6 separate regions of the Mus musculus genome follow, and all the other regions are linked to region 1. Evidence: chromatin contacts called from public ChIA-PET data. All regions are on one chromosome and are shown on one strand. Each heading gives the region's core, a stretch centred on a gene start, on an enhancer-like site or on the middle of the called end of the contact. The rest is flanking DNA. Distances are from core to core; before and after follow the strand shown.

Region 1 (5,036 bases), core at 1,286-3,785:
GTTACTGTAATAAATGCCTGAGATAAATCAATGTAAAAAGACGAGGAGTTAATTTTATCTCACAGGTCCAGAGGTTTCAGCCCATGGCCATTTGGCTCTCTTACTTTTGAAGCAAGGTGTGGCAGTAAGTATGATGAAGATCCCCTACCCCTCATGCTGCTAGAAAGTGAGAATATGTATTATTATTAATTCTCTGGTCATACCATATATTTTGATCATATTCATCCTCCATATCTCTCTGTAACTCCTCCCAGATCCACCCCCAACTTCATACCCTCCAACGTTCTTCTTTAAAACAAAACAAAACAAAACAAAACAAAACAAAAACAAAAACAAAAAAGAAAAAACCTGTTGAGTCTAAATATACCCATATATTTTGCAGGACAAAAAACTTTTAGTTTCATGAGATCCCACTTATTGATTGATGGTTCTTTTTTCCTGGGAAACTAGAGTCCTATTGAGAAAGTCATTTCCTGAAGCTGTGTTTTGACTTGTACTCTTTATTCTTTCTTGTAGAACTGTTAGGGTTTCAGGTATAACACTGATATCTCTAATCCATTTGCTATTTATTTATGTACAGCATTAGAGAGAAGAATCATGATTAATTTTTCTACTTGTATATATCCAGTTTTACTGGCACCATTTTTAAAAGATCCTTTCTTTTTCTCCATTGTGTATTTTCAACATCTTTGTCTAAAAACAGGTGACTGTAGGTATCGGATCTTATATCAGAGCCCTTGGTTCTATCTCATTAAACTATCTATCTGTTTTTGTGTCAGTACCATACTGTTTATACTTTTTTATAAAATCACAGAACTATTAGAACATGGCCTTGGGACTTGGAAAGGGTCAGAAGAAATGAGGTTCCCAGAAGCTGAAAGTCACTTGTGGGATTCAACCTGGGGCTGTAGGGCAAGAGCTCTAAGCTCTTGTTCCAGCAGCTCTCTCAGTTCCATGGCCCTTGTTTGGTACATGCCCTCCTTAGGGTATTCCCAAGTTGTTGTAAAGCTGCCTGACTTGTCTCAGGTCTTCCGTCTAATGATTTTGTTAGTCCATGTTCAGCACCTTTAGTAGTTGTTAATCACATACTGGATAGTAACTTCTGGCATTCTAAATGTGGTCTGTGTCCTCAGCCTTTTTCCTTTTCAGTCTGATTCTCTAGGGAGTCTCCTAGCATGACCTTTTGCTTAAAACCTTCCATTCTTGAAGGAGAATCAGTCTTCTGCAGTGAAGAGCTTCCTGGTGGCTTATCTAATCTCATGTGGTTAGTCCTAAATATGTATCCGTAAAGAAACACTAAATGGATGCCATGAGATATGACTTACATTTGTATAAGCACAGACCAAAACAAGTCCATTTGTCACTCACAAAACACCACGTGTCCTTTCCTTGGCTAAGATTAGCAACTACAAATCCTTGTCAGTTTACATCACGTGGGTCTCTAGTTTGTTTGATTTTCCTATAAACTAAATTATTTGAAACCCTCCATTGTAGAATGTCCTCCACTCTCAAGTGGTATCAGAAGACAGCAGTCTTCTGCTTCTTTAGGTTTTTCCTTAACTTACCCAATCAGAAGCTGAATCATGTAGCTCATTTCTAGCCCTGCTAGCTAACACCCCCCACCCCCGTTTCTATATTGTATACACTCCCTTCACTGTACCTAGTCATCAACCTTTGTTAAAGCAAGTGTGACCTGCTGGTCCTTCATTAAATCACAGTGGCATAACACAGCCGAGGCAGCCTCAGTGCTGCACTGCTCTTACCTAAGCAGGTCTCCAATATTTCATAGGAAGCTTTTAGTATTGGGTTTATTTTGTTTTCTTGTGTGTTAGGATGTAGGAAAAATTTAAATTATACTTATTTATTTGCTTACTTGGGCTTTTTGTTTGTTTATTGATTTATTGTTGGGAAGGAGACTGGGAAGCATGCTAGTACCATTGCACCTATGAGGAAGTCAGAAGACAAGCCTCTGAAGTTGGTACTATCATTCCATCAGAAGAGTCCAGGGGACCAAACTCAGGTCATGTGCCTTGCCACCAAGCACCTTTACCCTCTAAGGCATTTAACTGACTAGTAATTTTTACTTACTCATCCTTAGTTGTATTTTTTCTGTCTCAGCATTGCATTCTAGCATGTAACATGTGGTAGTCTAATACCCTTTTTCCAGCATGTGTATCTTGGACCCACGATGGAGATGCTTCATCTGTACACTTACAAGTACTGAGAGAGTAAAATTTTTCCTAAGTAGGATCCTGAGGAGTAGGTTAGCCTAGGATCATCTCAAATCTTTAGCCTTTTTTTTTTTGTATGCCTGAAGTTTGTGCTTTTTGGAACTTTGTTAGAAAGCTTCTAATTACAAAAGCTTAACTTTACCAACTTCCTAAGATTAAGAGCACACAGGAACCACTACTGCAGACACACAGTATTCTTGGTATAATTGTACCTGCCCCATACTCAGATTCTGGTTCATGTTTTGTCTGCCCAACTCTAACTCTCACTCTGGGCGCATCTTTTTGTCATAGTTTCACTAAGATGACTCAAACCACAGTGCCAACCTCAAGAAACCGTTGGCATACACAAAGTATTCATCTGAGAAGCACTTCAGAATAGGAAGAAAGCCTTGGCTGATAGGAAAAAGTGGCTCCCACACAGGTCCTTCTGAAACAGCTAAGCTGATGAAAACTGTGGAAGATGACCCACTATGAAACATGTTTAAAAAACAAATATTTCTGAAGACTCACTATGTCTTTGCTGACAACTGTAAGCCTTTTATTCCAGACATGACTGTAAATAATATATTGTCCAATGAGTCTCTGCTCTGGATTTACATTGTGCAAATCTAGACACTGAATTGAAAAAAAAAACTTTACAAGAGATTTGCTTAAAAGAGAGCTGGCTGAGTTTCACAAGGGAGGCATTTCTCCTCTCATCTTAGTCTTGTGGGCGTTTTGATCTTATGTCTTGATGCTCTCAGAACCCCCATTCTGTCAAAACAGGCTTTCAGAAGCTCTTTGCTGAAGCCATATAAATGACTTTCCTCTTTCTTTCAGAAGAAAGATACATTTTTATTTTTAATTATGGTGCTGGGGATCACTCCAAGGGTGTGGGGAAGATAAGTACTCCAGCACGCAGACACATCTTCACTGACTCTCGGTGCCTTTCTGAAGGCTATTTCTCATCTTTCTTCTCCCTTATGAGAAACTTGATACTGTAACTTGCCAAAAGCGATTCATTTCTTCTCAGTACACTCTAAGAGCTTTAATACAGCTATATTGTATACAAACATGTCTTAAGAAAAGAAGAATAAAAGTTTTCATATTATCTTCTCCCATGTACAAAGTCCATAGGCATTATGATAATAGAAATTACTACCGAGAGACAATAAGAGAATATTCACCAGGTAGTGGTGATGCACGCCTTTAATCCCAGCACTGGGGAGACAGAGGCAGCCAGATTTCTGAGTTGGAGGTCAGCTTGGTCTACAGAGTGAGTTCCAGGACAGTCAGGGCTACACAGAGAAACCCTGTCTCAAAAAACAACACCAAAAAAAAAAAAAAAAAAAAAAAGAAAGAAAGAAAGAAAGAAAGAAAAAGAAAAGAAAGGAAAGGAAAAGAAAAGAAAGACAAGAATATTCACTCTTAAAGAAAAACTTTGAGTCTGGAGAGATAGTTCAGAGGTTAAAACACTGGCTGCTCTTCCAGAAGGCTTAGGTTCAAATCCTAGTACGCACACGACAGCAAATAACTGTACTTCCCAAGAATGCCATGCCCTCTTCTGGACTCCAAGCACACCATAAGATTCACAGACACACATACTATTTTTGTGACTTACTCAAAGTTTAAAGTTTCATGTGTGAATTATTATTCAGTTGCACACAATGGCTTATCTCACCCCAATTTATCTTCCTTTGCCTTTGGTTTTCCCTCTTTTTCCTCCTGATTCTTTCTTAAGGTTTGATATTGTGAAATTAAGACTCACTAATTTCAGAGGAGAGAGGCTGGAGGTTAAATATTATCGCCCAAAGCTGGCGATTCCTTCAACCATGCATATGTAGTCAAGTCTCCACAAGAATCCACTAGATATGACCATGCAGCTCAGTGGTAGAATGTGCAGTATGCACAAGGCCCCTGATTTTATCCCCATCACTGTAGAGAAAAAGAAAAAGAAAACCAAAACAGCATCACCCTCCATCCCCCCTCACACCACCAATAAAAACCCCAAAGTAAAGGGTTTACCACTTTTCTATTATCTCTTTCTATGCACCCTCTGCAGCATCCTTTATAATAAATGGAATTCTCTGAGCCTGTCTAGCATATTAATTGAACCCAAGAAGGGAGCTATACTAATTCTAGTTTAAAGCTGGTGAGGTGGGTCAAGTACACAGGTGAAAACAGCATAGGCTATCAGCTGGTACCTTCATGAGGAGGGTAGATTTTGGGAGCCAATGTTACCTCTTGGTCAATGGTATTAGAACTGACTTGAATTGGTGGCTTCAATGAGGATATTTTTCTTCTTACAAGAAATATCATTGTGTACTATTTAATTATTTATTACATATATTTGTGTACTTCCTTGATTTTCCACAATATGACACACTAGTCTTATCTTATATACTTCCCATATCAGTCTCTGAAGCAACCTTTCTCCAAGGAACTCTAGTCCCATATAATGGAGAATAGAACCCAAAACTAAGACCTGGGTGCTATATGTGCTCTATGCCTCTAGACTCTTTTTCCTGAAAAAGCAAGGAAGCTCAAATATTCACAACACTAGTATGTTCCCACAAAGCTATCACTATTTTATGCTATCAACCTATATGGAGCTAAGTATGACTTAACACCGACTCTCCAAATTGAATCTATCATCTGTGGCTCATTTTAGCCTCATCCCATTTCTTACACTGTCCTTTCATCTTCTAGAGTGCCTTGGTTTAAATCCAAACACCCACAATTGTAACTAACAATTGTCTATAACTATAGTTCCCAAGGATGCTATGACCTTTTCTGGCCTCCAAGGGCAGCAAACAATATATATGT
Region 2 (5,036 bases), core at 799-3,298, 430 kb before region 1:
GGGAATTTTACTTTCTGGAAGGTTGAGTGGAGAATGGAGGGCTGGGAGACACAGGGAGCTTACCTCCATGTTTTGGCCACTCTTGTAAAGCTGTGGCTCTCTCAGCAGCATGTCAGCTGGAACATCTTTATCCAGCACCCCAGTCACCAGCTGGGGAAGTGATGAGAAGAGCAGATTAAAGAAAATCAGATACCACTGATCAATCATGGCAGATGCAGAAAAGCCACAGTAAAACTGGAACCAAAACAAGAGACCCACAAACATCTGCAAGAGAGAACAAAGGCATTTAGAACAGTTTTTGTTTGTCTGTTTCTTTATTAGTTTTATTTTGTTTTTGCTGTCACTACTGAGACTCATCTAAAGGACCCAAGATCCTTGTAGAGATTTTCTGTAGGTTAAGTGACTAGGCAGTGATTTCTTCCCAAAAGGCAGCCCTAAATTCCAGCCTTCTTGTAGCCTGCCTCATACCCTCTTCTACCACAACCTCCTATCTTCAAGAGACTTGAAACAGGAATTTAAAATTCCTAAGAACATCTTAGGGAGAGATGAGATTTTTGTGCCAGAGGAGTTGGAGATGATCAACATTAAACAATCAAGGTGTGACTGGGGCTTATAATGGCTCACTTTTCAAGGGGGCCTGTGGCTTGTTCCTTGGGGCTTTCATTTTCCTTTCTTCCCAAACAACTACCCTAGGATAGATCTCTGAGCCCATGTCCTCTTGTTTTCCCATTTTCTTTGTGTTTTCTTTTCTCCTCCTTTATTTGGGGGTCGGGGGAGACAAGGTTTAACTATGTGGCCCAGTCTAGCCTTGAATTCATGATCCTCCCATTTTTACTTTCTATTTGAAAAAGAACAGTGAAAAATTATCAACAGCTCCCATTAGAGGAAGGCACACACAAGTGCAAGGCCAAGATACAGATGTTATGAAGCAGAGAGCCTGAATAGCCTGCTCAGCAGTGCTGTGGGTTAGGTAGGTCTTTCTACTTTCACTGGATCAGGTTGTCAGTGGCTGGGCTGCATTTACATGGGGAGCATGGCAGTCTGATGACAGATATAAAACACTGTGGTCCAGATCTTAAGTGTCTCCCAGAGGCCCCTAAGTTAAAGCTCTTTTCCCAGATCGCAGAGCTATTTGGAGTAGTGGTAGTCAAAACAGGTGGGCCTAGTGAAGGGAAGTCAGTGAGGGCATGTCATTAAACAGAATACTGGAAACCCAATTCCCTCTGCCTCTCCGAGAACCATGGGGTAAGCATCTTTATTCCCATCATGATGTGCTGCCTCACCATAAACCCAAACCTCTAACAGTCAGCCAAAATAAAAACCGTTTCCTTTATAACTTATTTATTTCACTTATTATAGTATAGTGATACAAACCCAACATATAATGTATTTTCAGACTCACTGTGTAATCTGGCATAGATCATATCACCCTCTCTACTTCAGTTTCCCTGTCCATGATATGGCCATACCACTGAGACCTACATGGGGCTGGAGGTGGGGGATGTTGAGAAGTAAAGGATCTGATACCTTAAAACACTCATTAGATCTCTGGAATACTGTAGCTCTTGTCAGAGGCATACTCTTCCTAGCTTAATGTCTTCATTTCCTTCTTTGAGGCTCACACTCAAAGTCCTCTTAACATTTACAGAAATGAGATATGAAAACACTTGATCAGAGTATGAGCAATACATCCAACTTGTTCAAACACATGAATCTTGGCTTAAGGTGCAGGGGACCAGTCTCCAAAAGAGATGTGATAGAGTGGATGAATGTTCCACTGAGCCCAGTGAGGGTTCTGAGCTACAGCTCTTCATGGCTCTTGAAAGAGTTGCTTTATGTCTCCAGCTCTTGGCAGAGCTACTTTACCTGTCTCTGGGCTTTAGTATCTAGCCTAGAAAATTGCTTCTGAGGATCAGAAGAAATGCTAGTCCATGTGGGTGGAAGCGATGACTAAATCCCCCAAGTTACTGTTTTAATCTATGACTTAAGTTTCCTAATATGCAACCTTCCCCCCTTCACACAAACCACTGACAGTCTTGGGCTTTTCATTGATTTTTCCCCCCTGCCTTCCGCCCACAGCTCACTCTTGCTCACCCGCCGTGGGCTCAGCCTTATGAGTCATAGTAAAGCAAATGGAGTCAAAGGGAACAGGAAGAAAAATACTCAGATAATTAAGAGCCCCCTCTCATCGTACCAAAGAGCTTTATTCCCAAAGCTCGGTTACTATGGAAACTGTTCTTCTCTGCTCTTTATTGGAAAGGCCATTTTATTCTTAAAATTAATGACTCTCTCCTGTGAGGACTGATTACCCTTGAACTCCTCATGTGGATAAATGCTCTTAACAAAGCCCTGCATCTTACATGAAGGAAAACAGGCTAATTCTCCTCCCTGTGTTCTCCAACAAAGGCAGGCTTAACAAGGTGAGCAGAAGGAGAGTGTACACATGTCAGGCTGCCACTTTGGCCTCGATTTACCTCCAAAACTTTGGAAAGCTTACAGTATGTTATTCTCACTACCTTCTCAAGTTGGCAAACCTGAATTGGGAATGACAGAGATAAGCTAGCTTAATTCCTAGTTTTGTTTTGGGGAGATTAAAAGAAACTATAACCCAAAGGTGTCAAACAGACATGGTCTACAACTTATGAGGCCTCAATTTAGTTTTTTTTTTTTCAAGTTTTTGATGTAGGGTGAAAGCAATATGCATTCACCCAAATTTTGAATTTTGATTGGTTCTTTGCCTGGGCTTTATTCTCTCATAAAATGATGGATAGTGGTTTTGAGCCAAAGCTCCCAGCTGTCTGCAAGGTAACAATGTTGCAGGGTTCTGTGCCACAAAGCTATGATAGTAGTTGATCTAGGTGGACTGAATGTGTTTTCCATTTGTGATATTTTCAACTTGTAATGGGTTGTTATCAAGACAACAAAACCCTACTATCGGTTTAGAAGCAATGTGCTTAAGTTGCCACTAAAAAGACTGAAGTAAATGAGGCTGCATTCCATTCTGGCCTACTCTACAGAGGCCATTCACTTCTGCAGAGGGAATTGGGAAACTCTAGGCTCTGGGTATCTGAGGATGCACCGTGCTGGCAATTCAATACTGGCTTACAATGAATGGACACATAAACTCACAAGGTCAGAAACAGCACAACTTTTTTTTTTGGGGATGTGGTCCCAGGCAGAGTTTAATCTGATTTAATTTCTAAATCTACTCAATTAGCCATATCTTGATTGGTTCTGAGCATCTTGTATTCATTTGTTAGAAGACATTTTGGTAATCAGGCCAGTGGGTGGGAGAGGTTAGGAAAGAAAATGTGTCAGTTTCCAGAATGAACCATTAAGAATACAAAGGAGCTATACTGACATCAGCTTAGAGTTAGCATGAAGGTTTTCATTAGAAGTCATCCATAAGATGGAACACAGGGTCCCCAATGGAGGCACTAGAGAAAGCACCCAAGGAGCTGAAGGGGTCTGCAACAACATTATGAACTAACCAGTACCCACCAGAGCTCGTGTCTCTACCTGCATATGTAGCAGAAGATGGCCTAGTCGTCCATCACTGGGAAGAGAGACCCCTTGGTATTGCAAACTTTATATGCCCCAGTACAGAGGAATGCCAGGGCCAAGAAGTGGGAATGGGTGGGTAGGGGAGCAGGGCGGGGGTAGGGGGGGAGGGTATATGGAAATTTTGGGATAGCATTTGAAATGTATATAAAGAAAGTATCTAATAAAAATAAAGTAATATTAATAAAAATCTAAAAATAAAATAAAATATATTTAACAAAAAAAGAATTTTTTTTAAACCTTTTAACTTATTTTACTCTTTTTCAGAAGAGGACAAGGTATTTTGATACTGGAGTTCTGGTACCTAGACAGTGAGATTTCTGGAACAAGTTTAGATTCTCATTTATCCCAAGAGTTTAGTTTGTCTCTTTGTTGGTTCACTTAGCCTCAAGCTGCTAGAGGCAGAGCCAAGAGAGCAGTCTAACAGCCTCTCAGGAGAATGTCTAGAAACCTTACAAATGAGTCAGAGTTCTGTGATGGTCCTGTGTTCCATCCTGCAAGCCTATGGAGTATGAAGGAACTAGGATTAAACATGAGGGACCATGTGGGAGAGATCAGGAAGGGCTTTGTATTAAAAGCCCCTAAAAAGACACAAACATTCACAGCACATCTATTCTAGGAGGAGTCTTCCCTTAATGGAGCTACCTATTAAAGCTAGCCAGAAAAGTATCTATCTACTCTTAGCACAAAAAGATGTGCAATCCCCCTTTTTCACTAGGTTCAAGGGCACATGTGGGGGCTTTGTACAAGGCCTGGTGTGAGTGTGTCTCTGATAGACACCATTAATGCCTGAACTACACAAGATTAAGTAATTTTCTGATTGCAGGACCACTGAACACTCTTCTCTTTAACCTTCCTGGTCTACAGCAGAGAAATCATTTTCCTACTGTGGCCATGCCTGTGAAACACTCCTACAAAACACACGCAGAGAAGCTGAATACTCGAGAGCAGAATTAGACATCAGGTAGGGACACAGACTTAGCAACCTATCTATTAAATCACTTGGAAACTGCTGGCTTTGTCATTATGCTACTTTACAAAGTCATATATGAACAGTCCTGTCTGCCTGCTTATTAGAATTTTCCCCCTTAAAAAAATGCAGCTGTTTTCATTTCCCATGAGCTAGTCTTCAAATATTACAGGGTACAAGGCAAGGCTAAGATCACAGACAAACCCAAAACAATGGGGCAGACAGAAGACTCTTGATGATTTATGAAGGCAGCAATCCTACAAATTGTAAAATTCAAGACCCATGTCAAATACGTACTGTGTTTTTATAGAAGAAATACAGCACCATATTGGCCAGTCTGGAGTAGCACCAGTGTCCATGGACGATCAAAAGTCTCTCCAGGTATCGGAATCTTGGCACTGCAAAGTCACTTGCCATCACAGCCTTGAAAAGGAAAGTAATTCTCATCACACTGATGCCCCACTTGGCATGGAACAAAAGCAAGACAAAGAAAATAGGAGAGGAA
Region 3 (5,036 bases), core at 1,558-4,057, 360 kb before region 1:
GAAGAAACCTTTTAGAGCTATATGTAGACATGGGCCACTTTAGCCTACTTCTAGATGCTCCTATCCTCCTCCCACTCTCCCCCCACACCAGCCCTGCTCTGTCAACTTCTCAGGCTAGCAAGAGAGACGAAAGGGGGGAATAAAATGCACAGCAGGGGCCATCGCTTTCTCCAAACCACAGCCACATCACCATAAAGTCTGAAGAGCCCCAATGCATACCATTGTTCAGTGTGGGCTCTCGTACACTATAGGTCTTTCTATAGCAGAGCAGCTACTTCTCATCCTACTCTGTCCAAATGACAGCTACATTTACCTTTCCTGAATATGTATTGTGCTGTGCACAGGTCATATGGAGCACCTCAACCATCCAATCCCCTTCAACCTCAAAAGGTCTCCTTATGGACCCCGTCCCATGTGTGTTAGGAAGGAAGCCCAGCTTCCACATCTGTCACGGAAGCAGACTCCTGGAGCTCAGGCTCCATTCATTATCCTGCAATCCTGGAGCTCACTCTGTGTGCTTAACTGCAAAGGGTCACAATGCCTCTGCCAAACCACTAGGAGAACAGCTAGGTTGGGGATCAGAGCTGTCACTTAGTGAGGCATCAAGTCACAATGCATCAACCAAAGAAAAGTATTTCAGAAATAATCTAGCAAGGGTTTTGTCAATATTCCAATTTAGTGCAGACTCCCTTTCAAACCAACGGCCCCTAAGTGAGCCCCATAGTGTAGTATTGTGTGTAAAGATATGTATATGCATAGACATTTTGCTCTTCCTGGATTCTCGGCACGCATAGGTTCTCCTTAGGCTGTTTTCTTTGTGCACGGTAATCAAATAACCTGCCATTTGCTCTGGTCTAGGGATCCATTCCTCTATTTCACCAGAGAGCTCAAAGTGTGTCTTTCTAGTGAAATTCTTGAGCCAGAGTTCCAAGGTCAGAGCTATTATTTAGGAATGACATCCTGGCAGCTGCTGCTGCAAAGCATGGACTGCAGAGACTGAGACTACACAGCGTAATGTAGCAGCTTGGGAAGGCAACGGAAGGAGCCAAGCTTTTGTGTTCAAACTGCAGGACAGGCCAGACACAGCGTGTGTGTGTGTGTATGAAATAACGCAGGTAGGAAGCAGAAGGCACATGAGGTAGACAGTCTCTGGAGCCTCAATGCTGGGCTTGCTGTGTGACTAAAAAGTGAGACCTCTCTAAACCTAGATCCTCGCTCGGAAGACAAAGAAGCAACCACACAGTGCTTCAAGCATGGACCCTTTAGAACCCAGGGAAATCTTAGGACATGACCTACCTCACAATAGTGGGTCAAAAGGTCTATTCTACTATTACTCTGTATTAGTCAGGTTTCTCTAGAGTCACAGAATTTATGGATAGTCTCTAAATAGTAAAGGAATTTATTGATGACTTACAGTTGGCAGCCCAATTCCCAACAATGGTTCAGTCGCAGCTGTGAATGGAAGTCTAGCAGATACTCAGTCTCACGCAGCAAGCAGGCGAAGGAGCAAGAGCAGGCTCATTGAGTCCTGCTACATGGACTCAATAAGCCTGCTGGGTCCTGGTGAGGATCACGTTCTGATTGCACTAGCAGTAGCTCGTGTGTACAGGTAAACAGTGGCCACCATTTCAGGGAACGTGTACCTGAACACACAGGGTCAGAGAGACTTCAGAGGCAGGACTGAGCTTGATCGGGAAGTGACTAGACCACTAATAAAACGCTGTCAGTCAAGACCCAGCCCAGGAGAGTGGAGAGAGGTCAGAACTAAACCTTTCCCAGTGCTCGTGCCACAGTTAACTGAGGACATTGGGTGGACAGTGCAATCAGAGGAAAATTGTTCCCTTTGCTTAAAACAGTGCTCATGCTTTCTGATGCAGTTATTTCACAGATGCAGTCTTAGAAATACAGGCTTATAATGCGGCAGAAAAGCAGGGGCCCAAGCCATAGATGTGCCCCACTCCTCCAGTCCAGCAGCACCCTGCCCACCTCCAACACAAGGTCAGGCTTCTAAACGGACTCTCAGCAGATCTGTGCTTGCTATTTTTTCATTAACTGTGGGAACAAAGCAAACCAAGGCCCGGCTCTTTTTGTAATGTAAAACAAACACCAACTTGGGAAACACAAGATATCTCTTCCAGTGGAAATTAGTCTTCCCTCAAGGAAATCCTATAATAAAAAGTATATTCTAGCCAGGGGTTGAAAGGTGTTCTTTCACTATTTCTACAGAAAAAAAAAAAAAAGAAAAAAAAAAAACAAAAAACTTGAGGAAAAAGATTCTTCTGTCTTGGCAACTAATAGCTTGACATTTAACACATCTCTAAAAACAAACAAACAAATAAATCCATGTAGCACAAGTTCTGAATATTGTTCCATCACAGATTCTGGCTCCTTATGATGCCCTGTCATTCCCAGATTTTAGTAATTAGCACATTAATACACAGACAGTCAGCTTTCTGGAAGAATGGAGCCATATATTACTGAGCCAAGGTTCTCTTCTACTATTGCTGATTTTTCCGGCCGGAAATTCATCAAGAAAAGGCACTTTCCACCTCTGGGAGCAGAGTGAGCTTGAATGAGCTCATGGAGATGACCAATGTGACTGACACTGCACATGGAGTAAAGTTCCCTCTGAAAATACACTGATGGTTGAATTGTGCCTCTTTCAAAGTCCTATGCAGAACTACCAAATATGACTGTATACATGGAACAAGCCTTTGAAGATGTGAGTTAAAATGGAGTGTTAGAGTAGGCCCTGACCCATTGTGACTGTCTCCTTATAAAGACAGGAGATGAGGTCACAGAGGAAAGAACCAGTGAAGACTAAAGAAATGGCTACCCACAAACTGAAGAGAGCAGCTCAGATGGAGCCAACCCTACCAAGCCCTAGCCAACCCTACCTTGACCCCTAACGTCCAGTCTCCAGGACTGAGAAAATAAATTCAGGTTTAAGTTCCAGAATGTGTAATTCTTGATTTTAGTAGTCTAAAATATGTGTGTAGGAGACCTCAGCTATGCTGCCCATAACTAGAGCTGTAAAAACCCTTAGATCTGGCAGCTGAAACACGTCAGCAGGTGTCTCTACTCCTAGCTCCTCCAGACCGAAAGTGAAAATGAGCAGAGATGACTGAGCAGTGCTGGGCCCTGCGGTCTAGAAGCTGGGATATGAGCCAAGAGTATCATTCATACCTTCATATGAGGCATCACTTTCTCTTGGCAAGACACAAGCTGCCTTTCTCCTCCATTCCGCTGGACATTTTCTGTTAAGACTTAACGGGTGAGTTTCTATGTTGCTTAGTCTATGTTGAAAGAGTTGGCAGCACTTAGGTTCCAGAGGACCAAAATGTACAATAGTCTTGAAGTCATTAGCACAAGAAAAGACTTCCTGAACAGAATTCCATTCGCATATGTACTCAGATCAACAGTTAATGTGTTAGTGAAACTAAAAAGCTACGTACACCAAAGGACACCACCATTCAAAGGTACAGGCTACACATTTTTTACCAACTCCACCTTCTACAGAGGATCAATATCCAAAATATATAAAGAACTCAAAAAAAAAAAAACCTGAACATCAAGAAAACAACCAAATTTAAAAATAGTGTATAGATCTAAACAGAAATCTCAAAAGGAGAAATTCAAATGACTGAGAAACCCTTAAAGAAATGGTTAACATCGTTGGTCATCAGGGAAGTGTAAATCAAAACACTTTTGAGATTTCATCTCACATCAGACAGAATGGCCAAGATCAATATAAGAAATAGCAAGTCATGCAGGCAGCAATGTAGAGTAAGGAGAGTATTCATCCAAACTTGTACAGCAACTAGGGAACTCAGGCTGGAGGTTCCTCTGGAAGCTGGGAAAGGGTTTACCTCAAGATCCAGCCATACTACTCTTGAGTATATACTCAAAGGAACTTTCATTCTGTTGCAAAAAACACTTGCTCAACCATGGTTTCCTTTTGGTTTTTGTTTTTTTTTTTTTTTTAACTTTTTGTTTTGTTTTGTTTTTTTGTGGCTCTCCTCATAATAGCTAGAAACTAGAAGAAAACTAGATGTCCATCAATAGATGAAAGGATAAAGAAAATGAGATACATTTACACAAGGGACTATTACACTCACTGTTTAAAAATGAAATCATGAAATTCATGGGTAAATACATGTTACTAGAAAAATCATCCTGAGTGAGCTAACCTAGACCCAGAAAGACAAATATAGTATGCATCCTCCTATATGTGGATGCTAGTTGTTAAGTCATTGATAAATTACAAACCATATAATCACTGAGGCTAGGTACAGAGTAAGGAGGTAGAGAGGAAGGCTGTATCTTCCTAGGAATAAGAATAGATAGTTAAGGATGGACTTGTAGATGGGGGAGTGAAATGGGAAGATCAAATGGGGGAAGGAGGAAAGAGAGAGCAAGAGAGGAAATACAGAGAGGGATGCTAAAACTAAGGGCCATGTGAGGGCTCATAGAGAATCCTAATATAGTAGAAGCTTCCTACTGTATATAAATATATAATGGAGATTTAAATGATATCACCAAATAATAGGCGGGAGAGAGTCCAACTGAACATGTCTCATTACCAAAGAAAGTTCCCAGTCTGGACTTGGCTACATCTAATTGAGTTGCTGGTTAATAGAGTCCCATGGGAATCTATGAGTAAGATCAGTGCCTTGCTCAGCCATCAGAGACGCTTTCTCCTTTAGCAAATGGGAATGAATACAGAAACCCAGAGCCAGAAAATATGCAGAGAATAAGAGACCTTGAAATCCTCCACAATAAATGGGATGCCTCCAACAAATCCCTCAACAACAAATCTCAAGGCTCATGGAACTTGGTGGAAGAGGAGGTGGAAAGTGTGTGAGCCAAAGTGAATGGAGAACAAGGAAATATGGCCTTCCAAGCACAGCACAAGAGATGCGCATAAAAACTCAGAGACTGCGGCAGCGTGCACAGGGCCTGCATGGGTCCGCACCAGGTGGGCTCCCAGAGCTGAAAAGAGAAATGTACACATTACTGACCCAAAATCTATCTCC
Region 4 (5,036 bases), core at 765-3,264, 320 kb before region 1:
TCTGAGGTAAAGACCAAGGAAAGATATAAGGGAGCATCATGAGGCATGCTGAGAGAGCTCTAGGACCCGCCAGTATGGAGACTCCACACTTCAGTGACTCCTCAGGTTTTTCACAGTAGCTCCCTCTGACCCAGCAGAAAATAAGCATCCCTTGGAGATGGTGCATATGCTACTGTTTTTACTTATTTCCTTATTTAGAGCCAATCTCACTACCTAGCCCTGGCTGGCCTAGGACTTCTGCTATTTTTAGTGTTTGTGGCAGGATGATAGGTAGAAAGTAATGTGAAAACTTACAAGAAAGGAGATTTTAAAAGCTTTTGTGAGATGACTGGAAGACACCATCAGTGCCTGCTATGCTTGAACCAGCATCCCAACAATGCCCACAACAGCCCAGCCTAACCCACCTGGCCTCCTAAGGCTTCCATGGCCCCACCCGTCAAGCCAGGCTGGACCTCATTAATGTAAGTACTAAGACAGAACAGAATGCCCTAGTGCCAGAGGAAAACAGACATGCTACCAGAAGTTGTAGGCAGGGTGAGTGCTATAGCCCTGTTAGATACACAGACTCAAATGAGATGCTACAGACTCAGTCAACGCTTGCTCTCATAGCCTAATTCAACACCTATTCCCTCTGAAACGGATCTAATCATAATTAGGAAGAAAATCCATTCACAGTCATACCTAGTTGTGAACTCTGTGAACTCTAATAATGACCAGCATGGCAAGCTATATCTATGGGTATAAGAGTGGCAGCCGGGCATGGTGGCGCACACGTTTAATCCCAGCACTTGGGAGGCAGAGGCAGGCGGATTTCAGAGTTCGAGGCCAGTCTGGTCTACAGAGTGAGTTCCAGGACAGCCAAGACTACACAGAGAAACCCTGTCTCGAAAAACCAAATAAATAAATAAATAAATAAATAAATAAATAAATAAATAAATAGAAGAGTGGAATGTACATTTTGGGGGTTAAATCTTCTTCCTTATTAAATTTAAAGCCCACACCACAAGAAGGAAACACATACCTAAGTACTGAAAATCTGACCAATACCACATGCTTTTAGAGCTCATAGGTCCAGGGATGATCCTATTACTATTATTTAGGTAAATGGACCTAGTATTAAACTGTTCCCTGAATCATATCCCTCCAGCTACAGATTCGTGCACTCTCAGACTTCATCAGCAAAGTTTGTTGATGCTGTCAATAGTGGTTAACCCAGAAACTTAGGACTGTTCTAAGTGAAGAGTGCCAGGGGAGAGCTTGGCCAAGTTGGTGAATCTCAATCACACTTTCATCTCTAAGACTTAAAGACCATCATGCAAGAGGAAGCAGAAAGAGTGTTAAGAGCCGGGGTCTGGGGAGGACCAGAACGAAAGTGTCTTCTGGATATGATAAGACCACTATACTCATTAATTCACAGCATCAGTGGTTGCCTGCATAAGACCTGCAAAAGATCAAGCCAGTCAACATTTTAGCATGAAATAAAAACAGGTTCTGTGAGTTCCCACCCCTGGCTGGGGAGCTATGGTTATCTAATGGTTTTATTCCATTCCATAGATAGTTTTATTTATTTATCAATCTCAATGGATAGTCTTACACACACACACACACACACACACACACAGATTTAAATAAATGCAATATGGACTTATTTAAAGAGGACCGCAAGTTGAGGGGATAGCATAGAGAGATTGGATGGATTAGGAAGAAGAAATGGGGAAGAGTTGGAATGAATCTGATCAAAATACATCATATGAAATAATAAAATATTCAATAAAATACTTTATATGTACACACACACACACACACACACACACGGCAGAGTGAATGTTTCCTAAGATTAAAACTGGAAACTGTGGGCTGGGCTTGGCTCCTAGCTGAAAGGTAGGAGTTAAAACCACAATCATTTTTCAGGTTAATGTCTTTTTTTTTTTTCACTGCTCTCTTAGTTTCTGAGTATTGGCTGGCAAAGACCACGGTATCCATCACACTCAAAACAACAAAGCAGGAAACAGGAACCGGCCCGAAGCTTCTTGCCTGCCACAGAGAGCCTCTGTAGTTTCATATCGTGCTCTGTACACGGGACAAAGCTGTTTGTTTCTGCTTTGTAATATGCAGTGCTGTGTTCTACTGCTGAACAATCACTCTAAGGAAATATTACTATAAAAATAAATACATTTCTCTTTTCATTCAAAGCGGAGGAAGATAGGCAGGGCGCCGTGAGCACACCCACAAGCCTTCCCCTAGAACACTTTACATTTGTTCCTAAGTCTCTAAGAATGTTTTGCTGATAGTATCTAAGTCTTAATTTATCTACAATCAACCTGATTCAAGTACAGAGGAAAAAAATACTCATTTTGCTCCGTTTTTGGTTTGGATTTTGTGGGGGGAGGAGGGGAGCAGGTTGCCTTTATTTTTCTTTCAACTCATGGGAACACACTATTTATAGTATTATTTTCTCTTGGCAGTCAAATACATTATTAACCTCTGAACTGGATATTTTTTAAGAAAAAAAAAACAAAGTATAATTCTCTTATTTTTGACAGGATCTACTCCAACTCCTTCCTAGCAGAAGATGACCTTGGCAGACACACACCCACTTCCACTTCAGAGTGCTGGTATTACTGGTATGTGCTACCAATGTCCTTGGTTTTATGCGATGCTGGGGACTGAAGCTAGGGGTTCATGCATGTTGCAAGTACTCTAAAAAGTGGTCAAGAGCCCCAACTCCATATAAATTATTTTGCAGCAATGACCACACCTCACTTCTGACAAAGACGCCATTACAGCCCATGATCTACCCACCTACAACAAACAAGTGACACATTTTTAACTTGTGTTTTACACGTTAAATGATAGAAACATAGATAATGATTCTACTGTAAGGCCAAAAGCATGTCATTTTCATGTCAGCCCATTTCCTTTCCTGTAGTCTTCTGGAATAAGACAAGGAGCATGGCAGTACCCTGGTCTCAAACTCAGCAACCATAGAGCTTAGGGTATAGAGGGAGCAAGGGAGCAAGAAGTTGCAGAGTGAAGCCCTAGAAAGTACCCTCTTGGGGTCTTCAGAGGGTTCCACCGGAGCTTTGGCCAAGTCTTAATGAGGAAAGAGAGGAGCAGGAGTCAGAGATGCTGAGTTGAGCATCTCCACAACAGTTCTAGTTCTCACCAGCCAGGAGAGATAAATCAGACATTTCAGAGGCCAACAGGTGAACTGGTAGATACTATCTCAGTCGTTGGGAAAAGTAAGCCCAGGAGAAAGGGCTGCTTGGATCCCACCTAGGCAAAGTGCAAAGGAGGCCTCCAGAGAAACAAACAGAGTATGCTAGCTGATTCTAAAACCCCTTGGGAGTCTACAGCCATACCACCCTGAATGTACCCAGGCTCATCTAAAAACCACTCAGGAATCTGTCTATACTGGAGCATAAATGACCACAATTCAGTAAGGCACAGTGCACCATGGGAGCCTCTAACCAAAAGGTGTTAGGCAGGCATGCAAAAAAAAAAAAAAAAAAAAAAAAAAAAGAGGCAGGAAATTGTACACACTACAGAGGGTAAGAATCTATGAGAGAAAGATACAGAAATGTCACAGATGGTAGAAATGACCTGACAGGGGTGTTGGGCAGCTGATGTGTCCACATGTCTGAAATGTCAGAAGAAAAATTCAAGCACGTTCAGACATGCATAGAATGCATTTTTAAAAATACTTTTAAGGATGTGAACTAACTGTGTAGATTTAAAAATCTATAAAGATAAATCAGATTAACCGATTATAAGAACAGAGGGGGGAGAGAGAGAGAGAGAGAGAGAGATCCTGAAACTGAGGAAGCAACGTGAGTGACATGAAAATCAAAAAGAGCAAGAACAGTAAGCTGATGCAGTTGTAAACAGAAACCAGGCTGGGGCTAAAGAAATAATTTTCAAAAATTTCCAAATATGATGAAAAACTACAGCCACAAATTAAAAATGTTCCATGAATTCCAAAGTGGGGAAGGGGTAGGGGAGGGGAGGGGTGCTAGACCCAGGCTCACAAAACTGCTGAAAATTCCACAACTAGATTGTAAACATACAAATAAGTAATGATGTTCAAGGAGGGAGAGAGAAAGACAATTACCAAACCTCCTAACAAACAATGAAGCAAAAGGAGACTGAAAAAAAAAAAAAAAACTTAATGAAAAAAAAAAAAGAAAGATGAATCCTATAACTTTCTACATTAAAAATGTATGTTCAAAATGAGAGAAAGATAAAGACATTTCTAAACTTATTTAAAAAATGGACATAACTTATTAAGGGCAAACTGGCAAGATGGACAATTAAAGTTAGTCCTTTTCAGCAGGATTAAACCAGTCTGCAAGAATCTGCAAGGGTGCCAGGGAACAGAGGGTACCAGACTGGAGATGGTGCCATCTACCTAGTTTCTCTGAAAATGGCTGCTGATCAACACCATGAGTCATGGATCCAAACCCAGTTGTCTTTCATCATCACTGTCTGAGGTAAGTGGGACTCTGTGAAGTATCTATTTCCTTGTGATCCCTAGAGATGCTGAGTTGTAAAACTGGCTTGACGGGAGTCAGTTTCTTCAAACAAGCTATTGCACACTGCTTTTGGCACTATATTCTTTCTAGTTTGGGAAGTCATTTTGTGTCTACGACAAGGTGAAAAGAACTAGTTTTAATTTCCCAGACGAGGGCAAGGACACAATAAAGATGGAGCCTGCTGTATCACATGGTACTATGAAGTCTGTCAGAGTCTGGGATTGTTTTTGAAAATAGATGACAACATGTGCAAATATTTGTATTTCTTTTGTATGTACACAATGTGCCTTAGAAACTGGAAATATCCATCTGGTTTGTGAACAATAAGGTTGTAAGAAAGTTCTCTTCAGGGACCAGAATGTCCTTTTAAAGAAAATGATGCTACAACTGAGTTCCAGATAGTTTAGTTCTGCATACCTGAACAGAATACCCTCCACTCCCTATACCCAAGTCACAAAGCAGAGGTTTAATTCCATGAAACCCAATTATCCAGTACAAACATCA
Region 5 (5,036 bases), core at 820-3,319, 290 kb before region 1:
GTGACATGGAGCTTTCTTTTATTTTCTTAAAATTATATACCAGGTACAGTGGTAGGGTTCTGAAATCCCAGGTACTGAGCAGACTGAAGCAGAAAGATTGTAAATTCAAAGCCACCCTGGGTGACTCGGTGAAACTATCTGAAAATAAAGTGAAAAAAAAAAGAGAGAGAATGGATGGAGGTGTGTCTCTGTGACAGAGCACTTGCCTAGCATGTGTGAGGTCCAGGGTTCAGCCACCAACTCTTCAAAGATATATCTAAACAATACACTAGAGTGCTTTGATATGCATATACACAGCAAGATGACATCACTAGAAACAGGCAGATTAACATATCCATCATTTCTAGTTCGTTGTTGCTTAGCTTTCACCTCCCAAATATGCTCTTTTAACAAACTTTCCGTTTACAACACAATATTACTACATTATTGAGTATAATCCCCCATGTTGTCTATTAAGTGCTTAGGCTTATACATTCGTCTCTCCCCATTTCACTGCAACACTATTCACAATAGCCAAGATAATAAATCAACCTAAGTGTTCAATGATGAATAAATAGTGTGGCTTGTAGGCACCGTGAACTACTACTCAGAATCTAAAGAGAAAGAAAATTTGTCAAAACATCACATGGTATTTTAGAGATTATGTATCTATTACCAACAAAAAAAATAAAAGGAAATCCTAATATTTATAACAACATAGATGAACCTATGAATTAGGCCAGACACACAGAGACAGATACTACATAATTTTACTCAGAAATAGCAGCTAAAAATCAAACCAAACTCATATATATAGAAACGGTAGAAAGGTGGCTCTGGAAAGTGATACAAGTACTAAGAAGCTGTAATAATTACAGAACAAGAAGGCCAGGGGGGATGTCAAGGCCATAGAGATGGGCAACACTATGACTTGCACAGGGAAGAGTACAGACCTACCCTTATCCTCATCTAGAGTTGCCGGGAGTCCACCTCACTTGTTAGAAGGAGCTAGCCACTTGAAAAAGCACTTTATACATGTACTCAACCAGACATGCAGGTTTTCCTGAGGTAACATGGGTACTCATTGGCTCCAATTCAAACATAACAGAAACAGGTATAGTAGAGGATCCCTTATACGAGATGCTTGGAACCAAAAGTGGTTCACACTTAAATGTTTCCCATTTGGGAATGCTCATGTATGTGTAGTCACTATACTGTAGCACTGTGTCTTAGGCATGCCATCTGTCCTAGTTTGCTTTCTGCTGCTGTGATAAACACTGAGAAAATGCAACTTGGGGAGGAAAGGGTTCATTTGGCTTACACTCCCATGTCACAGACTGTCACTGAGAGGAGTCAGGACAGGAGCTGAAACAGAAACCATGAAGGAAGTTCCCTCCCCGCTTGCTTACTGGCTCGTTCTCAGTTAGGTTTTCTTACACAACCCAGGCCCACTTGCCCAAGTGACGAGTGACGGTGGGTCAGGCCCTCCCACATCAGGCTCTCACAGACACGGCAGCAGACCAATCAGGTTGAAGCATACCTCCAGTTGAGGTTCTCTCTTTTGGGTAATTCTGAGTTGTGTCAAATTGACAATAAAAACTAGCCAGCATAGCTCCCAAGTCCAAATGTATTTATAATTCCCCTAAAACAAACAGCATGAAGTGACTTTTATTCATTACTTGAGTGCACCTTCCCTTTGACCATAGTCTATCATTGTAACACTTTCTACTTCTGGCATCGAAAAATTTCTAACAACTGAATCCACAGTCCATGCTTGCAATCGAAGCACTCGTGTGGCTGAGAGGAAAAGCACTCAAGCTCAGGAGTGAGACCTAGCTAGGCTCCAGGGTCAGCAGCAGCTCAAGAGCAAAGGGGGCTTTGTGTTGTGCTCTGAGATGTTTGGACTAAGGATATTCACCCATGCAAGAGTGGTTTTTAAAGTGGACTTTTCAATGCACAACTAACACATCCCAAAAGTAAAGAGTGCATTACTCTGAAAAAGAATTCAAGAAGCTTAAGGATATATGGCTCGTTGCCCTGAGTTACCTGTCTACAAACACAGGAAGAAGACACTAGAACATTAGTCATCTGCCTAGCCATCCATTTCCTTTAACAAATGGAGTACAGGTGCCAGAATGTCAGATGGAAAAGGGCCCACTGTATATCCAGCTAAGTGATGGTGACACAGCCCTACCCCCATAAAGCCACTTTTGTGTGACCTTGTGGCCACATATTAGTGTGCAAGTCCAAGAGGCCTTTCCGCAAAAGGCTGTACAGTGTTAGAATTATAACCTCAGGGTTTGGCTCAGTTCTCCCAGCTATCCCTTTCATCTCCAGCCTGGAATAGACTTTTTCTTTAAAAAAAATTTGATTGAACAACTAAGTGTTATCACTCAACTTCAGATCAAGTTTTAAATTCCTCTCATTCAAGTACTAATCAGGCCCAACCCTGATTAGCTTTCAAGATCTGGCAAGTTCACAGTGTTGTGGCTGTAAATTTCATGCCCTGCATCTTGAAAGTCATTATGCAGTAAAGGCCCTTAGGGATTCTGGGGAGAAGCACCCCTCTAAGAACTGTGGCTCCTGATAATAGTACTGTCTGTGATATGTCCTTAAACTGTTTCCCTGAGCAAGCAAGAGAAAGATGGGAAACACTGCAGAGCACTAGTGTCCTAACTAAAGCAGCCTTCCTCACCATTAGTGATCAGCACGGTTTCAGAAACCTCCCCAACTGAGAACTTTCTCACCCTGCTCTGTGTTCAGTATATATCCATCTCAAACAGTAGGTGCCTCTCTACCCATAAGCTTTGCATTTCAGGAACATCTCATAACACAATAGAATAGTATTTCTCTATGAATGCTATGTCTTGTAGTAAGTGTGTTAACATGTTTACCTGGTGCCAACAGTGGTTCATATTGCCCTCCCCTCATTAACAGTTACAATGCCAACATCAAGAGTAAAGGGCTGTGGCATTCCTAAATCAGCACAGGGATAATGAGCAGTGTTTGTGCATTAGCACATCTCTTTATACCATAGCTATTTGACTTGTACAGAAAGGTAACATACTGGAACCTATGGGATGGCTCACAGGATAATGGAGCTGCCCGGAAGCCTCACCATATGAGTTTGACTCCTGGAACCCACAAGAACCAATAAGTTGTCCTTTGACCTCTTTAGAGTATACAGGAGCACACATACTCATGGATACACACACACACACACACACACACACAATGTAATTTAAAAATTTTAAAACGGTGAGATACAAGATGATGACAAGTACTCAAAATTCAACATTAACAAAACAAAGAACACAATTTGAAAACAAGCAAGACATGAGATAATTCTCTGATGAAGACAAGGGTGGAACAATAAGGGGTCATCCTGCTGACTGGTACCCTAGCTGTGAACCTGACATGAGGTACCCTGGATCTCCATGGGGCCTCCACAGTATCTTTTTTTAAGCTGTGCTGTGAATGCTTTTGTCTACACAGACAAGTGGTTCAGATTCTGATCTCCTGTGCCTAGGCTGGATGCACCTGGAGTTAGAACAGAAGCCCCGGACAGTTGTCCTCAGATCCTACAGGTCCCCTGCTATTATTATCCCTTGGCTTTTGATTGTAGCCTATTGAACTACTTCCAAGGTCAAGTTGTACAGGGAGGAGCAGGTTAAAGTGAATTGATACCATCTTGTTCTAGCACCAAAAGTCTCTGTTTTCACATTTTTCTATGGTGAACTGACAACAATAATAGGCCCAGCCCTCAGACATCTACCTCAGTCTGGGCTGGGTCAGCTACATTCCAAGTTTTACCACGCCAGCCCACACTGGGGTGTGCTGAAGCTTCCAAGGACTGCAGCTCCAAAAATGTTAAGACTCAGAGACCGGAGGAAATTCTTCAGTTCGAGGTGTGCAGCTTAACCCAGGTGGAGGAGTGGGCTGGAGAGATGGCTCAATGCTTGCTACAAGAGCCTGAGAACCTGAGTTCAGTTGCTCAGCCCCAGCTAACAGTGACTAACAGTAGGTATCTATCACCTCAGCATGGGTGGCACAGAATATTGCTTGCCTTAGTCACTTCTCTGCTGATGTGATCAATCACGATGACCAAGGCAACTTATAGTAGAAAGAGTTTATTTGTGGCTTATATAAATTTAGAGGGTTAGAGCCCATGACCATCAGAGTGAGGAAGAGCACTCCAGCAGGCAGTAGCTGAGAGAGTGCATCTGGAGACACAAGCACAAGGCAGAGAGAGCTAATTGGGAATGCAATGGCTTTAACGTTTGAAATCTCAAACTCTTCCTCCAGCAACAAATCTCCTCTAAGAAGGCCACAGCTCCTAGTCATTCCCAAACAGCTTCATCAACTAAGGACCAAATATTAAACATTTGATCCTGTATGGGATGATTTTCATTCAAACCACCAAGCTGGTAGATCCTTAGGGGGATTGCTGGCCAGCAACTCGGGCCTAATTAGTAGACTCCAGATTTAATGACCAATTCTATCTCAAAAAGTAAGATGGAAAGTGAGAAAAGACAACAAAGTCCTCCTTGGGTCTAAGGGTGGCTCACAATCACCTATAATTCTAGCTCTGGGGGGTATCATAAACTTCTACCCTTTGTGGGCACCAGCACTCATATGCACATATCCACACAGAGACACAGAAACATAATTAAAAATAAAAGAAATCTTTTTAAAAATGAGAAAGGGTACACAGTAACCAGTAAGAGCCTGGCTGAACATCAGCTCCATAGAAACAGATGGAAGCTCTTGGGACATCAGGTGGGTAAGCCTCTCTGTGCTCTGATCTACCATGTGTAGTCTGTGTCATAGCAAAAGCACACTTGTAAACCCTGTGGTTGCAAAGCTTCTAGATTGTAGACTTGTAGTTATACAGCTGCTTTTCAACATTTCTCCAAATGCTCTCATCCCATAGATCCCCATCTCCTCTACTTATCCAAAGCATGGAGAATAGAATAAAGTTTGGGAGATATTCAGGAGAATCTTGTCCCCACAAAAAAAGTAGAATAAAATAACCTCACAGCCATAAATATGAAGCC
Region 6 (5,036 bases), core at 1,307-3,806, 270 kb before region 1:
GTGGCGCACACCTTTAATCCCAGCACTCGGGAGGCAGAGGCAGGCGGATTTCTGAGTTCGAGGCCAGCCTGGTCTACAAAGTAAGTTCCAGGACAGCCAGGACTATACAGAGAAACCCAGTCTCGAAAAAAGAAAAAAAAAAAAAAAACTGAACATGAAGAATATCATCCAACTAGGAAGCCATGTCCAACAAGGTAAGCCAGAGACAAACAATGAACTGAACTACAAATGATGGCCAAGACATCATTTTCTTCAGGGGTGCTCCAGCTGATGAACAGAGAGCTCCAAAGGTGATCTACCTCCATGTGGATATCCAGGTGGGGAATAAAGGGAGAAAGTTCACCAGGAAACCCTGGCTCACATCAGAGCCTTGGGGTTCTGAGAGATGACTTCCATCAGAAGGAAGTAACTCTCAGGTCACCAACCTGGGAAGCAGCCCCTCAAGGTCTCTTTTCCACTGGAAACAAGTTTTGGCCAGAGGGGGATAGTGGTGGCCCACACCCTTAACCCCAGCACTCAGGAGGCAGAGGAAGGTAGATCTCTGAATTAGAAGCCAGCCTGGCCTACTGAGTGAGTTGTGGGTCAGACAGGGTTACATAAAGAAATTGTCTCAGAAAACAAAACAAAAAACAAAAAACAAAAAAAAAAAGAAGAAGAAGGAAGGAGAAGCTGCTGGTCCCTGTGGTTGAATTAGGGAAAACCTGGAAGAAGCTGAGGAAGAGGGCTACCCTGTAGGAGGACTAGAAGTCCCAATTTCCCAATTAACTTGGACCCCCGAGATCTTTCAGACACTGGACCACCAACCAGGCAGCCTACACCAGCTGATATGAGGCCCCCAACACATATACAGCAGAGGACTGCTGGGTCTGGGTTCAATCAGAAAAGATGCACTTAACCCTCAAGAGACTGGAAGGCCCCATGAAATTTAGAGGTCTGGTGGGGTGAGGGGTGGGGACATCCTTGTGGAGAAAGGGTGGGAGAAGGTATGGGATGTGGAAAAGTCGAAGGGTAACCAGGAGGGGAATAAAATCTGGAGTGAAAAATAAATTAATTAACTAATTAATTTTAAAAAGAACTAATGAAAGAGAAAAAGAGAGAGAAGGAAAGAAAGAGAAAGGAAAAAGAGGGGGGGTGGAAGGAAGGAAGGAAGGAAGGAAGGAAGGAAGGAAAGAAGGAAGGAAGGAAAAGATGGCTCGTGGCATGTCCCAGCACTGGGGAAACTAAGGAAGGAAGCTCATCACTAGGTCATCACCCTGAGCTACATTGAGATCCTATCTCAAAAACACTGCAGCAAGGTGGAGAAAGAAGAAGCCTAAGAAAAGGAGAGGCAAAGGAGGACAGAGGGAGAGAGAGGGGCACCGGCAGGGTCAGGGAGAAGGAGCAAGGAGACTAAAAAATGGTACCCAGACTGTGGCGGGATCATAGCTAACTTAAATGGATGGACTGTTGTTTTTGCCTGACCTTCAATCTAATCTGTGCCCGATGAATCAGAACTTTTTGTCCCAAAACATCTATTATCTAAGACCAAGCTATAAATTCCTGTGTGTTAAATGCCATGGTGACTTGGCCAAGGATTGAGGCCAGGACTTCAGGTGATCATATTCTAGGCATAGGGTAAGGGCAGATGTGGATGAAACTAAACACGTGCAACCAGATGCCAACCATTGGTTCGTTCTAGTTTAGAAATTAAGTTTAGTGCTAATCTGGAACAGGGGACCTGTGTGCACCCCTGCATCTTTGAGGATGAATGATTTTCACCTGGCCCAGGCTACTCCGCGGGCCATCCTGGACTCGTGCAAGTCACACTCAACACCCTTTTTTCGGATGCTCAGTTTGGCTCACCTGCTGAAGACAAGGCAGCCCAGGTGGTTGATTTCATGGTCCGAGCGGTGTCGGCTGTAGTCCTCCCACAGGTCTTTGATGGCTGTGACCGCCAGAATGAAGAGCACAGGCGCCAGTGCCAGGCCCGGCTGGAAGGCGTTCACAGCCGGCACAAAGTTGAGCAGCGCGATGAAGACGAAGTACACATTGGCTAGGCGGTGGAACTGCTCGAAGAGATTCTTGGGCAAGAAGGACAGCAGCGTGTACTTGGTGGTCTTGAGGCGGTTGTCGGCCAGGTGCTGGATGCAGCCGCGCATCAGCAGCCGCTCGCCCTTGGGGGCTCCGATCGTGGAGTCCTCGGTGCCCAGAGGCGGTAGCAGGTTGGAGCGCACCGTGCGCGTCCTGCCCTCCCAGCGCCTTCTTCGCGGCCGCCGCCATCCCGAGGATGCGGACTCTTCGGCCGCCGGGAGCTCCCGCTCCATGGCCGCGTGTCGCCGCGCCCGGCTCCTCTGCCGCTCGCGCCAGCCTCCTAGGTGATCATCGCCCGCCGCCCGGGCGCGGCAGCGCGGACTCCCCTCCTGCGGGACGCACAGACACCACAGTCAGCGTGCCGAGCCCCGCCCAGCCCGCGCAGCCTGTCCAGACTTCCAGGTCTACTAGTCCCCGCGGGCAGGAGGTCGCGGGCCGGCTCGGCGCTCTTCCCCTCGCAGTCCCCTCCCGCCACCCAGGCGGCCTGGGCGGTTTCCGCCGAGGTGGCTCCTCTGCCCCGCCCTCACTCAGCGCCCAGATTCAGATTGGGCGGATAGCGGGAAACAAAAAGAGCCCGCGCTGGAAACTTTAGAGAGCTTTACTTTCGTTTCTCTGAGGCATCCAGTTTAGTCCCAGAGAGTTTGCAAACTCACTGTGCCACTAAGAGAGGAAGACTGAGTATCAGTTCGCCCCATCCCCTCCTAGCCCGCGCGCTCTAACTAGAGCAGACAGACTTGATCCAGGACCAGGAAATGTTGTCTGGAGAGCTGGTTTAGGACCTCCTCAAGGCTGGGTCATTTGAAGTTAAACCCAGAATCCTTAGTATACCGATTTTCCAGTTTCCAAATTATGTTTTGAAAAGCGCATTGCCACCTAAGTACTCTCCATAAAGTCACTATTTCTGTCCCCCCCCCCAAAAAAAAACAAAACAAAAAAAAAAACAAAAAAACACCCTACCCTCCAGCTTGCACTTACTTTCAGATATAATTTTTTGGTGAACTGGAAATTTTCTTTTTCTAGAATTACCTTCAACATTCTTTGTTCCCCAAATAGGACTTTTTTTTAAATTTCTTCATAGAAGAGAAGATTATAATATAGATCCAAAGAAACATTTGGGTCACTGTTTCCCTGCCTGGTAAACAAGGACTGAGATTCCCTAGGGCAGTTTTGTTCTAGAGATCTAGAAAAAGACTGGGCAGAGAGGGAGCCTGATGGGCAGCTGAGGGAATGTGAGCAAAGGGTTCCTTTCCTGTTGATGGGAGAGAGGAGTTTACATACATTGAATATTGGGAAATTGAAGGTGACTTTGGAAGGAGCTGGGAAGCATACTACAGGTGAAGTAGGGGCCCACAACTTCCACTCCGTGTGCCTCTTTACAGATACAGAGATGAGAAATGGGGATATTTGTGGTCTAGGAGAGCATGGCTGGCAAATAAATGAGAAATAACTTTGGGGTACTTTGTGTTCAGATTTGAGGACCTTAGCCTCTTCCTTTAACAGGCTAGTCCTTCCTTTCTCTCCCTACCTCAGCACCATTTGCTAGCTTTGGGTACTTCCTCTGAGGGTCCTGATCTGGCTTTACTGAAAAATCACTTGTCTTTTCCTATCCCTCTTTTTGGGTGTCCAACCTTGTGCTCCTTGGTTCACATGCTACCCAGCTATTGGAGGTTATCATCCTTGACCAAGCCCATAGTAGTCAATAGAATCCAGCATTAGAAGAGTAAAGTAACAGCTACGGAAGGAAGGAAGGAAGGAAGGAAGGAAGGAAGGAAGGAAGGAAGGAAGGAAGGAAGGAAAGGAGGGAGGGAGGGAGGGAGGGAAGAGAGAAGGAATGAAAGGGAAGAGGAGAGGAGAGGAGAGGAGAGGAGAGGAGAGGAGAGGGGAAGGGAAGGGAAGGGAAGAGAGAGAAGAGAAGAGAAGAGAAGAGAAGAGAAGAGAAGAGAAGAGAAGAGAAGAGAAGAGAAGAGAAGAGAAGAGAAAATTTCCCTCCCTATCAAATATCCACTCCCAGTAAGAGGTTCAAATTTGAAGGGTGAAACCAAGATAAGAAAAACATTGGGCTAAAGTGTCTGCATTTCCCCCAAAAGAACTCTCATCTCAGGGTTGACAATCCTAAGCCAAAGATTAGGAGAAAATCCAGTCTTTAACACCTGACTCTGCTTTCAACTCCATCATCTAACCTAGTGGAGTTCCAGGTCGGCCAGTTCCTTCATTCCTTGGCGGTCGCTTGTCTTTACAGATATTCCAGGATTGCCCCACAGCCTTCAAGTCAGTTGACCCCCTTTTAAGATCTGTGCTTCATTCAGTCCCCACTGTCAATGTAGTCACATGAGCACTTTATTTCATTTCCTTACCCTCAAGCTCCTAGGAATCCCCCGTTGCTTTCAAAGTCAAATGCTGACTCCTCAGGCAAAGGTCCCTTGAGGACCTCGGGGAACTGGCACCAGATGCTTTAACTCTGCACCTTCTAGTCCCTGCCAACCCCAGGGTGAGAGGCCTCCTTACCCTTCTCAGAACAGACCGTGTCCCCCCGTCTACATTCCATGCTAAGATTCCAAGATTCTGTGAGTCACACTACCCCACCAGTCTGGAATCTTCTCTCACATACTCTTAACCAATCCAAATTCAGTATTTCTAGTTGGTCTTAGCTCATCTTACACACACATACACGCATGCATGCATGCACATACACATGTACACAATCCCAGGTTTTGTGGGACTTTTGAGCTTAGATGTTGCCCACCAGACGAATGCATAGACTTTAGGCTTACTTGACAAGAAACAAGGCTGTGACGTAGCCTGGCCAATGCTTGCCCCTCAAATCTCTGTACTTTTTTAATGGCACCTGGGTTCTGGGTCCTGGGTCCTGGGAAGATCACTGAACCCATCTTGTCCAGTAAGCCTCTTTTCATCACTGGTATTTACCCTGGCATTGTTGTGGGCAGCAGGAATGAGAAGGAAAACTG

What was found. ChIA-PET counts read pairs in DNA pulled down with a chosen protein or histone mark.
Region 2: an RNA polymerase II ChIA-PET map of memory CD8 T cells shows a contact between it and region 1, with 3 times the contacts expected there. The contact joins two enhancer-like sites. A contact is called at or near these places in 2 of 484 Hi-C or Micro-C datasets (Th1 cells and regulatory T cells) and 7 of 115 datasets of contacts at active chromatin or transcription factors (CD8 T cells, the NIH/3T3 cell line, bone marrow-derived macrophages and 4 more).
Region 3: a contact with region 1 is called in an RNA polymerase II ChIA-PET map of memory CD8 T cells, with 69 read pairs. The contact joins two enhancer-like sites. A contact is called at or near these places in 4 of 39 promoter capture datasets (the 3T3-L1 cell line, the C10 cell line and hippocampal neurons), 1 of 15 datasets of contacts at CTCF or cohesin (the NIH/3T3 cell line), 12 of 484 Hi-C or Micro-C datasets (the AML12 cell line, CD4 T cells, Th1 cells and 8 more) and 7 of 115 datasets of contacts at active chromatin or transcription factors (the NIH/3T3 cell line, bone marrow-derived macrophages, double positive thymocytes and 3 more).
Region 4: a contact with region 1 is called in an RNA polymerase II ChIA-PET map of memory CD8 T cells, with 63 read pairs. The contact joins two enhancer-like sites. A contact is called at or near these places in 4 of 39 promoter capture datasets (3T3-L1-derived adipocytes, liver, pre-B cells and 1 more), 2 of 484 Hi-C or Micro-C datasets (CD8 T cells and ventral hippocampal neurons) and 3 of 115 datasets of contacts at active chromatin or transcription factors (CD8 T cells, effector CD8 T cells and memory CD8 T cells).
Region 5: a contact with region 1 is called in an RNA polymerase II ChIA-PET map of memory CD8 T cells, with 52 read pairs. The contact joins two enhancer-like sites. A contact is called at or near these places in 5 of 39 promoter capture datasets (3T3-L1-derived adipocytes, embryonic stem cells, hippocampal neurons and 2 more), 2 of 484 Hi-C or Micro-C datasets (both in CD8 T cells) and 4 of 115 datasets of contacts at active chromatin or transcription factors (memory CD8 T cells, microglia, pancreatic cancer cells and 1 more).
Region 6: an RNA polymerase II ChIA-PET map of memory CD8 T cells shows a contact between it and region 1, with 116 read pairs. The contact joins the promoter of Atp10a here to the enhancer-like site in region 1. A contact is called at or near these places in 1 of 15 datasets of contacts at CTCF or cohesin (CD8 T cells), 3 of 484 Hi-C or Micro-C datasets (CD4 T cells, CD8 T cells and double positive thymocytes), 6 of 115 datasets of contacts at active chromatin or transcription factors (CD8 T cells, effector CD8 T cells, forebrain and 3 more) and 2 of 9 other capture datasets (adipose tissue and liver).

The regions. Positions count from the first base shown.
Region 1 is chr7:58,390,495-58,395,530 of GRCm38.p6, reverse strand. No RefSeq gene overlaps it. Among named protein-coding and RNA genes, the nearest start is that of n-TEttc7, 6.3 kb to the left of the region's middle. Within about 2 kb of position 2,535, at least 25 of the 459 cell types and tissues checked have an H3K27ac peak or open chromatin away from gene starts, as enhancers often do. A contact at or near this core is called in CD8 T cells, effector CD8 T cells, memory CD8 T cells and 2 more, where this site is marked.
Region 2 is chr7:58,819,528-58,824,563 of GRCm38.p6, reverse strand. It overlaps Atp10a (ATPase, class V, type 10A), which reads right to left. Exons shown (of 21, transcript NM_009728.2): 16 at 4,829-4,954; 17 at 64-264. Among named protein-coding and RNA genes, the nearest start is that of Gm39019, 91 kb to the right of the region's middle. Within about 2 kb of position 2,048, at least 83 of the 459 cell types and tissues checked have an H3K27ac peak or open chromatin away from gene starts, as enhancers often do. A contact at or near this core is called in CD8 T cells, effector CD8 T cells, memory CD8 T cells and 1 more, where this site is marked.
Region 3 is chr7:58,748,217-58,753,252 of GRCm38.p6, reverse strand. All of the region lies in intron 2 of Atp10a (ATPase, class V, type 10A), which reads right to left. Among named protein-coding and RNA genes, the nearest start is that of Gm39019, 20 kb to the right of the region's middle. Within about 2 kb of position 2,807, at least 98 of the 459 cell types and tissues checked have an H3K27ac peak or open chromatin away from gene starts, as enhancers often do. A contact at or near this core is called in memory CD8 T cells and regulatory T cells, where this site is marked.
Region 4 is chr7:58,708,974-58,714,009 of GRCm38.p6, reverse strand. All of the region lies in intron 1 of Atp10a (ATPase, class V, type 10A), which reads right to left. It overlaps Gm39019 (a long non-coding RNA gene), which reads left to right. Exons shown (of 5, transcript XR_003946773.1): 3 at 2,544-2,624; 4 at 4,334-4,490. Among named protein-coding and RNA genes, the nearest start is that of Gm39019, 20 kb to the left of the region's middle. Within about 2 kb of position 2,014, at least 77 of the 459 cell types and tissues checked have an H3K27ac peak or open chromatin away from gene starts, as enhancers often do. A contact at or near this core is called in CD8 T cells, effector CD8 T cells and memory CD8 T cells, where this site is marked.
Region 5 is chr7:58,683,169-58,688,204 of GRCm38.p6, reverse strand. All of the region lies in intron 1 of Atp10a (ATPase, class V, type 10A), which reads right to left. Among named protein-coding and RNA genes, the nearest start is that of Atp10a, 27 kb to the right of the region's middle. Within about 2 kb of position 2,069, at least 109 of the 459 cell types and tissues checked have an H3K27ac peak or open chromatin away from gene starts, as enhancers often do. A contact at or near this core is called in CD8 T cells, memory CD8 T cells and regulatory T cell precursor, where this site is marked.
Region 6 is chr7:58,655,722-58,660,757 of GRCm38.p6, reverse strand. Atp10a (ATPase, class V, type 10A) reads right to left here and starts at 2,556. Exons shown (of 21, transcript NM_009728.2): 1 at 1,843-2,556. The coding sequence starts at 2,303.